Linked DNA regions of Sus scrofa: region 2 is linked to region 1. Evidence: chromatin contacts called from public Hi-C data. All regions are on one chromosome and are shown on one strand. The core of a region is the stretch at or near the end of the contact, and the rest is flanking DNA. Distances in the headings are between cores, read along the strand shown.

Region 1 (4,295 bases), core at 645-3,144:
TGTCCAGACAGCCCCAGGGAAGGACCAGATCCATAAACATGAGGCTCCACTCGGGCCCAGGAGGGGCTCTGGGCACTGTACAAGTCCTCAATATTATTGCTTTATTGTCATTTAAATGGTGCCTGCCTCAAACAGGCCACCCAGTTCTAGCCACCAGCACTGGACAAAACCCCCATTGAAAAGCCAATTACAATCACTCCATCTAAATTGTCATGGATTTGTATAGAAAATTACATCTCCATTTAGTGCCGAAGCGACATCCTGGGCCCGGACAGAGGGGAGGCTGGCCCGTTTACCCCGCCGGCTCGGCGCGGGTGCCGCAGGCTGAGAGAAAGCCCGAGCTGCTGGGCCTTGGCCGGCCCGGGGAACAAAGGCCAGTTTGTGGGGGCCTGGAGAGAAGCTGGGCCTCTCAGGGCGGCTCAGATTCCAGGCCTGGGCCGATGGACCCTGCACCGCCAGCTGGTCTCCCCTGCTGGCGGCTGTGGCCAGACGAGCTCCTGACAGCCGGCTTCAGGCGGCCCGTCAGCCCGCCACCCTCCGAGGCGGCTGGAGCTTGGCTCGCGTCCACGCTGCCAGGAAGTGAAGCAGGTCTGGCCCAGAGAGCACTGGACTGGGATCCTGAAATCCTGGTTTCATTCATTCCTTCCTCCTTTCATTCACACGCTCTGAAGTGCCTGCCGGTGGTGTCTGAAGCAAGGGAGCCGGGGAGGGAGCTCCAGCTTCGGGGTGTCCTGGTTTGGGTTCCATCCAGACTCTGTCCTCAAGAGCTGTGAGGAGCAGGCTACTTCTTTCGTTCACTTCATTCTGAAGTGGTTGAGCACCTACTATGTGCCAGAGGACAGGACAAAATGGGCCCGATCCTTGGACCTTAAAGTCCGGTGGGGCGTCCAATGTTCCACAGGCGATGAGCGCTCTGAGGGACGTGAACAGGGGCTGCTAGGCTCTGGGGAGGAGCTGGGTAAGTAGGCAGCTCAGGAGGAGCCGGTCATGCCAAGAGCAAGTGGCAGGGGCGTTCCGGGCAGAGGCAACAGTGTGCGCACGATGGGGCGGGCAGCAAGGCAGGCTGGGGCACCAGCGCCACGTGGTGGGCGATGAGGTCAGTGGGGCCACTGAGGACCTGTGGGCCTCTTCCCTGAGCTTCCGTGTCCTCGTCTGTGGAAATGGGAATGAGGACCTGAGGTGCGGGGGCTTGGGCCGGGACTCAGGGAGATAAGGTATGTAAGATCTCAGCGAAGCTGGGTGCAGGATGCCCCCTGGTTCACTAAGATAGCCTGACTTAGGCGGCACTGTCTGTGGGCCAGACGCGGACAGGGGCCTTGCACGCATGAGCTCCTTCATCCTCCCAACACCCCTGGGGGGGCAGGGCTGTTTCCCCCATTTCACGGATAAGGAAACTGAGGGACCAGCACAGGTCAGCTAATAATTTGTGGCTATTCCAGTAGTTTTTACTCTGGATTAAGCCCAAGGCCTGGCGCGGAGCAGACCCTCAGAGGCCATTTGTTGAATGAGTACATCTGGAAGGCGGAGGCTGGGCAAGCATGGGAGCTCTGTGTGCACGCGTATGTGACTCTGAGACCAGGTGTACCTGGCTGTGTGGGATTCTGTGTGTGGTTGTATGTGACTCTGAGTGTGTGTGACGGCTTCTCACAGGGTCACACACTTGTCTCCCAGAGTTCTCGCCCCGAACGCCCCGTGGCTCTGGGGACTGTCAGACGGGCCTTGTGTGGGGCTGTGTCAGACCGTATCGCTGCCTACACGTGTCTGTCTGGGCCCACAGGGCCACTTGGCACCCTTCCTGGGATGGCTGGCAGGCCCCGAGGCTACGGTGGGGCAGGATGGGTAGGTTCAGAGGTGAGGAGGGCAGAGTCCCCATCCTCCCCCACCCAGCCCCACCAGGCAGACCGGCAAGTGGAAAAAATGTTCACACCCTGGGCAGGCGGGTGTCTGCCCCAGCGGGACTGCTCTGTGCACACAAAACAAGTTCTTCTGGTATCAGCTCTAGTTTGGCAGGAAGTGGCTTCTGGGTGGCAGGAAGTTGGATTCAGCTCATATCAGCCCCGGCCGAGGGGCAGGAGAGCAGTTATCTGGGGTGAAACAGAGTTACCGAGAAGCGGGGCCCCAGCACTCTGTACCTGATAGAGCTGAGGGCACAGCCCACCCCTCTCGGCCATTTGGGATATAAATGGGTCTCAGAGAGATCTGCCACCCATCAAGTGCCTCCTGGGCCCCAGACCCCAAACAGAGCTCACCCTCACCTCCCATTGCCCCCCTGCAGCAGATGTGCAGACTGAGACTCTGAGAGGTAGTGACAAGCAGAAGGAACAGGAGGAGAGAAACTGAGAGAAATCAACAGGACAAGAGAAAAACCAAGACAGAGAGCAAAGAGGAGAGGGGAGGTGGGACTGGGAAGTAGAAGGTAGTGGAACGAATGCAGACAGCAATGACACCTTGCTGGTGGGAAGACGTGTAGAGTCCCCACCGCCTTCTAGGCCCTCATGTGGACATCACAGCTGATCCCGAACCCATTTCCTAGAGGAGGAAAGTGAGACCCACAGAGCCTTACTAGCCAAGCCAGACCTGGCATCCAGGTCTGATTCCAAAGCCCCTGTTCTTTCCAGCCACGCCCCTGTGCCCACCTTCTAGGGAAGGGAAGTCCTAAAAGGGATGTTGATCACATGAGTTGTTTGGGGATGGTGAGGAATGCATTGAGTTGGCCGGTGGAGAGCCAGGGTTCAGACCTGGGCAGAGTGGCTGCAAACCCATGTGCTTAACCGTGTGACAGGGTGTGCCCAGCATGATGCCAGAGGAGTCAGAGAAAGCCATGGTCCTGCCCTTAGGCTGAGACCCAAGGGTCCAGCCACTGATCTGAAGCCCCAAAGCTCCACCTGGCAAGAAACGGAATCCCTCAACTGCCAGCCCCGGACACCCTGTACCCACCCCCAGCCCCCATTGGAGCCCCTGGGGAGTGGGCCACCGGTCCTTCTGTTCTCATCCCAAAAGCAGCACCCAAGCTGTTCCCTGGCTGAGATGCTGATTTGAAGCTCGGTTTGCATGTCGTTTGCACATTACTCAGTGCATGTCAGAAGGTACGAACATCTCCCTTTCCTGGAGAGGGCTGCTAGGCCCCCCTGCCCTCCTCCAGACAGCAAAAATGCCAGCCGGCTAGACAGGGAGCTGCGCCCTGGCCTCTGACAGCACCCGCCTGCTGCCACCTCCCCCATTCCCTCCTGGAGCCAAATTTAGGCAGCTCTGCTACTGAGAGATGGGGAGAGCAGAGGCAGGAAATGGTGAGGTTGGAGACAGCCCGGCCTTGGCCCAGGCAGGGTGGGGCAGCCCCAGGGGTGCCCCTGTCCCTAAAGCCCTTGGCCCAACCTCCCCCCCACCCCTCCTCCCACAGGAATGCAGGCCGGGTTGGGGAATGCTGGGTTCTCAGCAGCAGCCCAGGGTGCTGGCTACCCTGGCCATGAGGGAGGAGGGAGAGATGGAGGGAGGGAGGGAGGAGGTCATGGCCGGGGCAGTGGGGAAGGGATCAGATAGCCTCCTCCTGCCCCAGACACCCGCCGCCGCCACTGGGGACAGGAGCCCGCTCTGCTTCTCAGCACTTCCTGCCCCTCCTTGGTGTGCACCCCCCACCCCCAGGCCTGACTGTGGTGTGGGGGACAGGAGGCATAGCTGGGCCTTTGGGGACTGAACTCCTCTAAAAGTCTCCACAAAGCCATCAAAGCCTGGGCTAGCCTTTCACCTTGATGGTCTTGGTTTCCCTATCTGGGAAATGGCGAGGCTGGCCTCCAGTGATTTCCAAGTGGATACCCTCACTGAGAGCAAGGGTTTCTGGGAGGTCTGGCAAAAATTAGGGATGTGGCAGTGGCTTAGGCCTAGGAACATCGATTTTTTTCAGGTATGGCTAAGAGAAGCAGCTCCTCACTGATGCTGGGACAGGATGTGGGTGGGCTGAACAATGAAAGGAGGAGAAGGCCTGGGCCGATTACTGCCTTGGGGATGGAGTTAATAGTGCCCTGTAGCTGAGAGCATGGATTTTGGGGTGTGGCTGCAGGGGTTGAATCCCAGCTCTGCCACTCTCTTCTCCATGCCTGTGGACAAGGTGCTTCAGCTTTCAGTGCCTCAGTTTCCCCACCTGTAAGATGGAGGTAATAAACCTCCTAGGGCTGCTGGGAAAGTGAAATGAGGCGGTGAACGCTTGGCACACATTAAGTACACCATGATGCCGGCCACCAGTGTGATTGTTTTGTCTCCCTGAGCGGTTTGGAGGCCCCGAAGCTATAACGGATGTGGAC
Region 2 (4,292 bases), core at 863-3,362, 40 kb before region 1:
GCGGCTATGCGGCCTTTGGGTAGTGCCTTGCCCTCTCTGAGCTCAAGTGGTCATCTCTGAAAAATGGGCATGCCAGCATGGAACCAAAAAGAACTCTTAGGAAGATAAAGAGGAAAAATGACTGTGGAGTTGTTGGTATATATAAAGTAACATGGAAATGTAAATTATCTAAAAATAAATCTATGTGAAATGCAGAGAGAGGTTGGGACTTGGAAGACCTCTTGGGTTCTTTCAGCAGTTATTGGCACCTACTGTGTGCCAGGTGCTGTGCTAGGGCCTGGGATACAGGGATGAGTCAGATATGGGCCCTGTGCATCTGGAGCTCCTAGTCTACTGGGGGAAGTAAGCCAGCCACATACAGTGAGGGGGATCCCTCCCAGCGGGAGGCCAGGGGGGAGATTTCATGTGTGATGTGGTGGCAGGAGCCAGACAGACCCGAGCCAGAGCCAGACAGACCAGAACCAGAGCCCTCCTCTCTTCCCTGCATGACCTTGGCCAGGTCAGGTCACCTCTCCAAGCCCCAGGCCTTCATCTGTAAAATAGGCCAGTCCTCTCTGCCTCTCAGAGTTGCCAGGACCTGGGACTCTCTAGGAACCAGGGTGGGGGACCTTGGGATGAAGGTAGCTAGTAGTCCCTAGGCGGAAAATGGTCCTGCACTGGCCACAATCTGGGACTCAGTCTTGGGTGGTGACTTGCCTGCAGGAGTGGCCTGGGGACCTTTGGGAGGGACTCTAGGGAACAGCAGGAAAAGAAGTTCAGCAATTTCTCAGACCCGTTAAGAAAGGAGGGCAGAAATGCTGGGGAATTGGCCTATGCCTTTATTTATGTTAGTAATCTCCTTAAGGGGGAGGGGGCTGGCTCTACCCAAGGTCAGTCCTGCCCAGGGAGGAGGGTGATGGCAGGTCCACCTGAGCTTACTCAGTCAGCGAGTCTAGGTCACGGTGCACCTGGGGAAGGCAGGGTGTATAAGGATGAATTTGTGGTGGGTTGAGCACTGCCCCAAGCCTTGACATGGCTGGCCTGAGTGAGGCCACCGGTCAATGTTGATGACTTCCCTGGGGCTCGGGGCTGTCCCAGAGCAGTGGCGATGGCAGAAGCAAGGATAGCCAAACTTGGGAGAATTCGAGGTGAGGCGGGAGGAAGTTTGGGGCTCCCAGAAGGGTGGTGATTTGGGGTTCCCCAGGGGAACACTGCTCCTCTGGCGCCGGGCTCACACTTGGAGAGGTCAGGCCAGTCGCCGGGAAGAAGGGAAGGGGCCCTGCCCTGTACCACCCGCGCCCGGCTAAAATCGGGCGGGGGCCCCCCGGGGAGGCAGGAACCCTAGTGGCCGGGCGGGGTCTGCGCCCTACTCCCTGCGAGACCGCCCGGTCCCGGCGGAGCGCGGCCTGCGAGGCTCGGGGCCAGGCCCGGCCAGAGGGAACTCGGTCCCTGGGCTGGGCACCGCGCGCCTGCGGCTCCCGCCCTCCCGGGCGGCTGCGGGCGCGGCGGCCCCCGCGCCCCCAGGGGCCGGGCCGGGGCGGGGGCTGGGCCCCGCGGGCGGGCGCGAGAAGCAGGGGGGGGGGGTTGGCGGCGAAGGCTGCGACGCTCTAACAGGTGGGATCCCGCGGCGTGGTGGAGGCGGGCGCGGGAGGAGGAGGAGGAGGAGGAGGAGGAAGAGCAGCGGCAGCGGGAGCTTGAGCAGGAGCAGGATGAGCCGCGCGAGCTGACAGCCGCCGCCGCCGCCGCCCGCGCCCAGGCTCGGTCTCGCTCCCCGCGCCCGGGGCCGCTCCCCGCCTCCCGCCTCCCCCGGCCGCCCGCGGGGCGGCCCGCCCCCTCTGCACCTCCGGGCCCGGAGCTGCCTCCATCGCTCCTGCATCCCGGCCGGGGGGGAGGAGGAGGCGGAGCAGGAGGCGAGCCGGAGCCGCCGCCGCCAACGCCGCCGCCGCCGCCCGAGCAGGACAGAGCGCGCCGCAGCCCCGCGCGTCCGGCCGCCGCCCGTGCCCATCAAGCAGCCGCGCCGGAGCCACACCGCGGGACAGCCCGAGCCGCGGCGCGCCCCGGCTCGGCCCGGCCCAGCCCAGCCCAGTCCCGGCACCGGGCGGCCCGGCGGCCGGCCCGCCCCCGAGGGCGCCGGGCGCGGCGGGAGGATGCCGAAGCCGACGCTGCTGCTGCGCGGGGGCTGGGAGCGCGAGCGCAGCCCCGGGGACTCGGAGCTGGGCCGCCAGTTCCGGGACTGGTGCCTGCGCACCTACGGCGACTCGGCCAAAACCAAGACGGTGACACGCAGCAAATACCAGCGGATCGCCGAGGTCCTGCAGGGCGGCGGCGGGACCGGCGCGGGCAGCGGCCCGGCAGCCGGCGAGAAAGGCAAGTTCCAGTTCTGGGTGCGCTCCAAGGGCTTCCGCCTGGGCAGCGGCCGGGAACCCAAGATGGGCCAAGTGGTGTATGTGCCGGTCAAGACGGGCTCGGTGAGTGCGCGCGCGGCGGCCACGGGCCGGTCCCGCCGCGGGGCTCGGGGCGGGCGGGGGCGGGGTGGGGGTGTGGATGTGTGTCCGAACGTGTGTCCCTGAGGTTGTCCGTGGGTCTCGTCCTCCCGAGGCGCACGCGTCCCTGCTCACCCGCCCGCCCCAGCCCGCCCGGGCAGCGCTCCGGGTTCGGGGCGTCCCTGCCCCCCTCTGCGCCGCTGCCGGGGCCGTGGCGGTGCCGGGCGGGCTGTCCCGGGCTGCTCACCCCAGCATGTTCCGTCCTCCCGTCCCCTCCCCCCGCCAGCAGGCGGCTGCTCCGAAGCCCGAGCCTCCCCCCGCCCGCCCCGGGGCTGCCTGTCCCGGGCGCCTCGCGCTCCCGCCCCCGGGCCGGCTGGGCGGTGTGTGTCTGTGTGTGTTGTGTGTGTGTGTGTGTGTGTGTGTGTGGAGGGTGGTGCCGCGGTGGGGGGGGCAGGGGCGGCCACGGGACGGGGAGTCCGCTCGGCTTCCCAGCGCCAGGGGAGGGGGCCCGCAGGGGCACAGTCTCTCCGACCCCACCCGGGGCTGGCCCGGGGAGGGGCAGCCCGAGCCGCAGCCTGGCGCAGGAGCAGCCTCCCGCGGGTGGGTGGGGCGCCCCCTCCGCCCCCCGGGCCCCTAGCTCCCCCCTCCCTGGGACGGGGGCGGCCTGACCTATCCATCCCCTCCCCTCCCCCGTCCCCGGGGCCGGCCCGGTCCGGGCGGGGTGGCGTGGGGGAGGGGGCGGGGAACCGCAGCCGCCGAGAGGGAGGAGGCGGGCGGCCGGGCGGGGGCGTCCCCTCCGGCCCGGGGCGCCCTGGAGAGGGCGTGCGGCGCGGGCCCCGCGGCTCCCCCGCCGGGACCTCATTGTTCTGCAGCGGGTGGGGGCTGGGGGGGCGGCTGCTCCCGGGGCGCTGCTGAGCTTTGAACTTTCCGTCGCGGAGACCCTCCATTAGTGCGTTCAGCCCCCGGCCCGGCCGGGCCGGGCCAGCCTCCCTCCCTGCCCCCCTCGCTCCCTCCCCGGCCTCGCCCGGCCCGAGCAAGCGAGCGGGGCCGCCCCGCGCCGGCCTCCCTCCCTCCCTCGCTCCCTCGCTCCCCCCTCCGTGCTCCTCCCCCGTCCGGCCCGCCCGCCCCGCGCTCAGCCCAGTCCCCGGCCGGAGCGGGCTCTTCACACACAATTGATTCGGTCGTTACGAAAAGTGCACTTGTCCCCTCCCCCTCCCCCTCCGGCGGCCGCCCGGGCCGGGCCCGCGGGGTGAGGGGGCCGCCAGGGAGGGAGGCGGGAGCCGGGGAGCGGATCCAGAGGCGCCTCCCCCCGCGCCCAGGGACGGGGCTGCAGGCCGCGGGGAGTGGGGAGCCGCGAGCGCGGAGGGCGGGCGGCCCATCTGCGAGGAGCGCTGATAACCGCGCCGCTGCCGCTGCGGCCGCCAGCAGCCCATCTGCGCCGCTGCCGCCTCCGGCCGGACCGGGAGCTGGGGGCCGGGCCGAGGGGCGCGCCGGGGCTGGATTCCCAGAGGGGGCAGCTGGGGCAATGTCCCACCCCGCTCGAGTCAGGGACCTCCCAGCCTAAATCAGTGCTCTCCGCCAAACCAGGGGAGTCTGGGTCATTGTCCCCTCCTCCGATCGAGTCGGGGACCCCTCCCCCCAGCCCAAATCAGTGCCCACTTTCCCACACTGGGAGTAGGGGTCATTGCCTCTCCCCAGCCTAGGTCAGTCCTCCCCACTCTGCCAGTTCCCTACCCTCCTCGCTTCTCCCCCATCTTGGGCTAGAGTCTCCAGCCTAAGTGTGCTTTTTCCGAGGTCAGTGACCCACCAGATGGTTGGCTGAGTCCTCGC

The links. A called contact is a pair of places that touch in the nucleus more often than the background predicts.
Region 2: a contact with region 1 is called in a Hi-C map of fetal liver, with 2.2 times the contacts expected there. The contact joins the promoter of NOL4L here to the enhancer-like site in region 1. A contact is called at or near these places in 6 of 47 Hi-C or Micro-C datasets (blood, fetal heart ventricle, fetal liver and 1 more) and 2 of 2 datasets of contacts at active chromatin or transcription factors (alveolar macrophages and skeletal muscle).

Annotation. Positions count from the first base shown.
Region 1 is chr17:36,158,435-36,162,729 of Sscrofa11.1, reverse strand. All of the region lies in intron 1 of NOL4L (nucleolar protein 4-like), which reads left to right. Among named protein-coding and RNA genes, the nearest start is that of NOL4L, 40 kb to the left of the region's middle. Within about 2 kb of position 1,894, at least 31 of the 83 cell types and tissues checked have an H3K27ac peak or open chromatin away from gene starts, as enhancers often do. A contact at or near this core is called in alveolar macrophages, fetal liver, liver and 1 more, where this site is marked.
Region 2 is chr17:36,198,855-36,203,146 of Sscrofa11.1, reverse strand. NOL4L (nucleolar protein 4-like) reads left to right here and starts at 2,112. Exons shown (of 11, transcript XM_021077429.1): 1 at 2,112-2,447. The coding sequence starts at 2,127.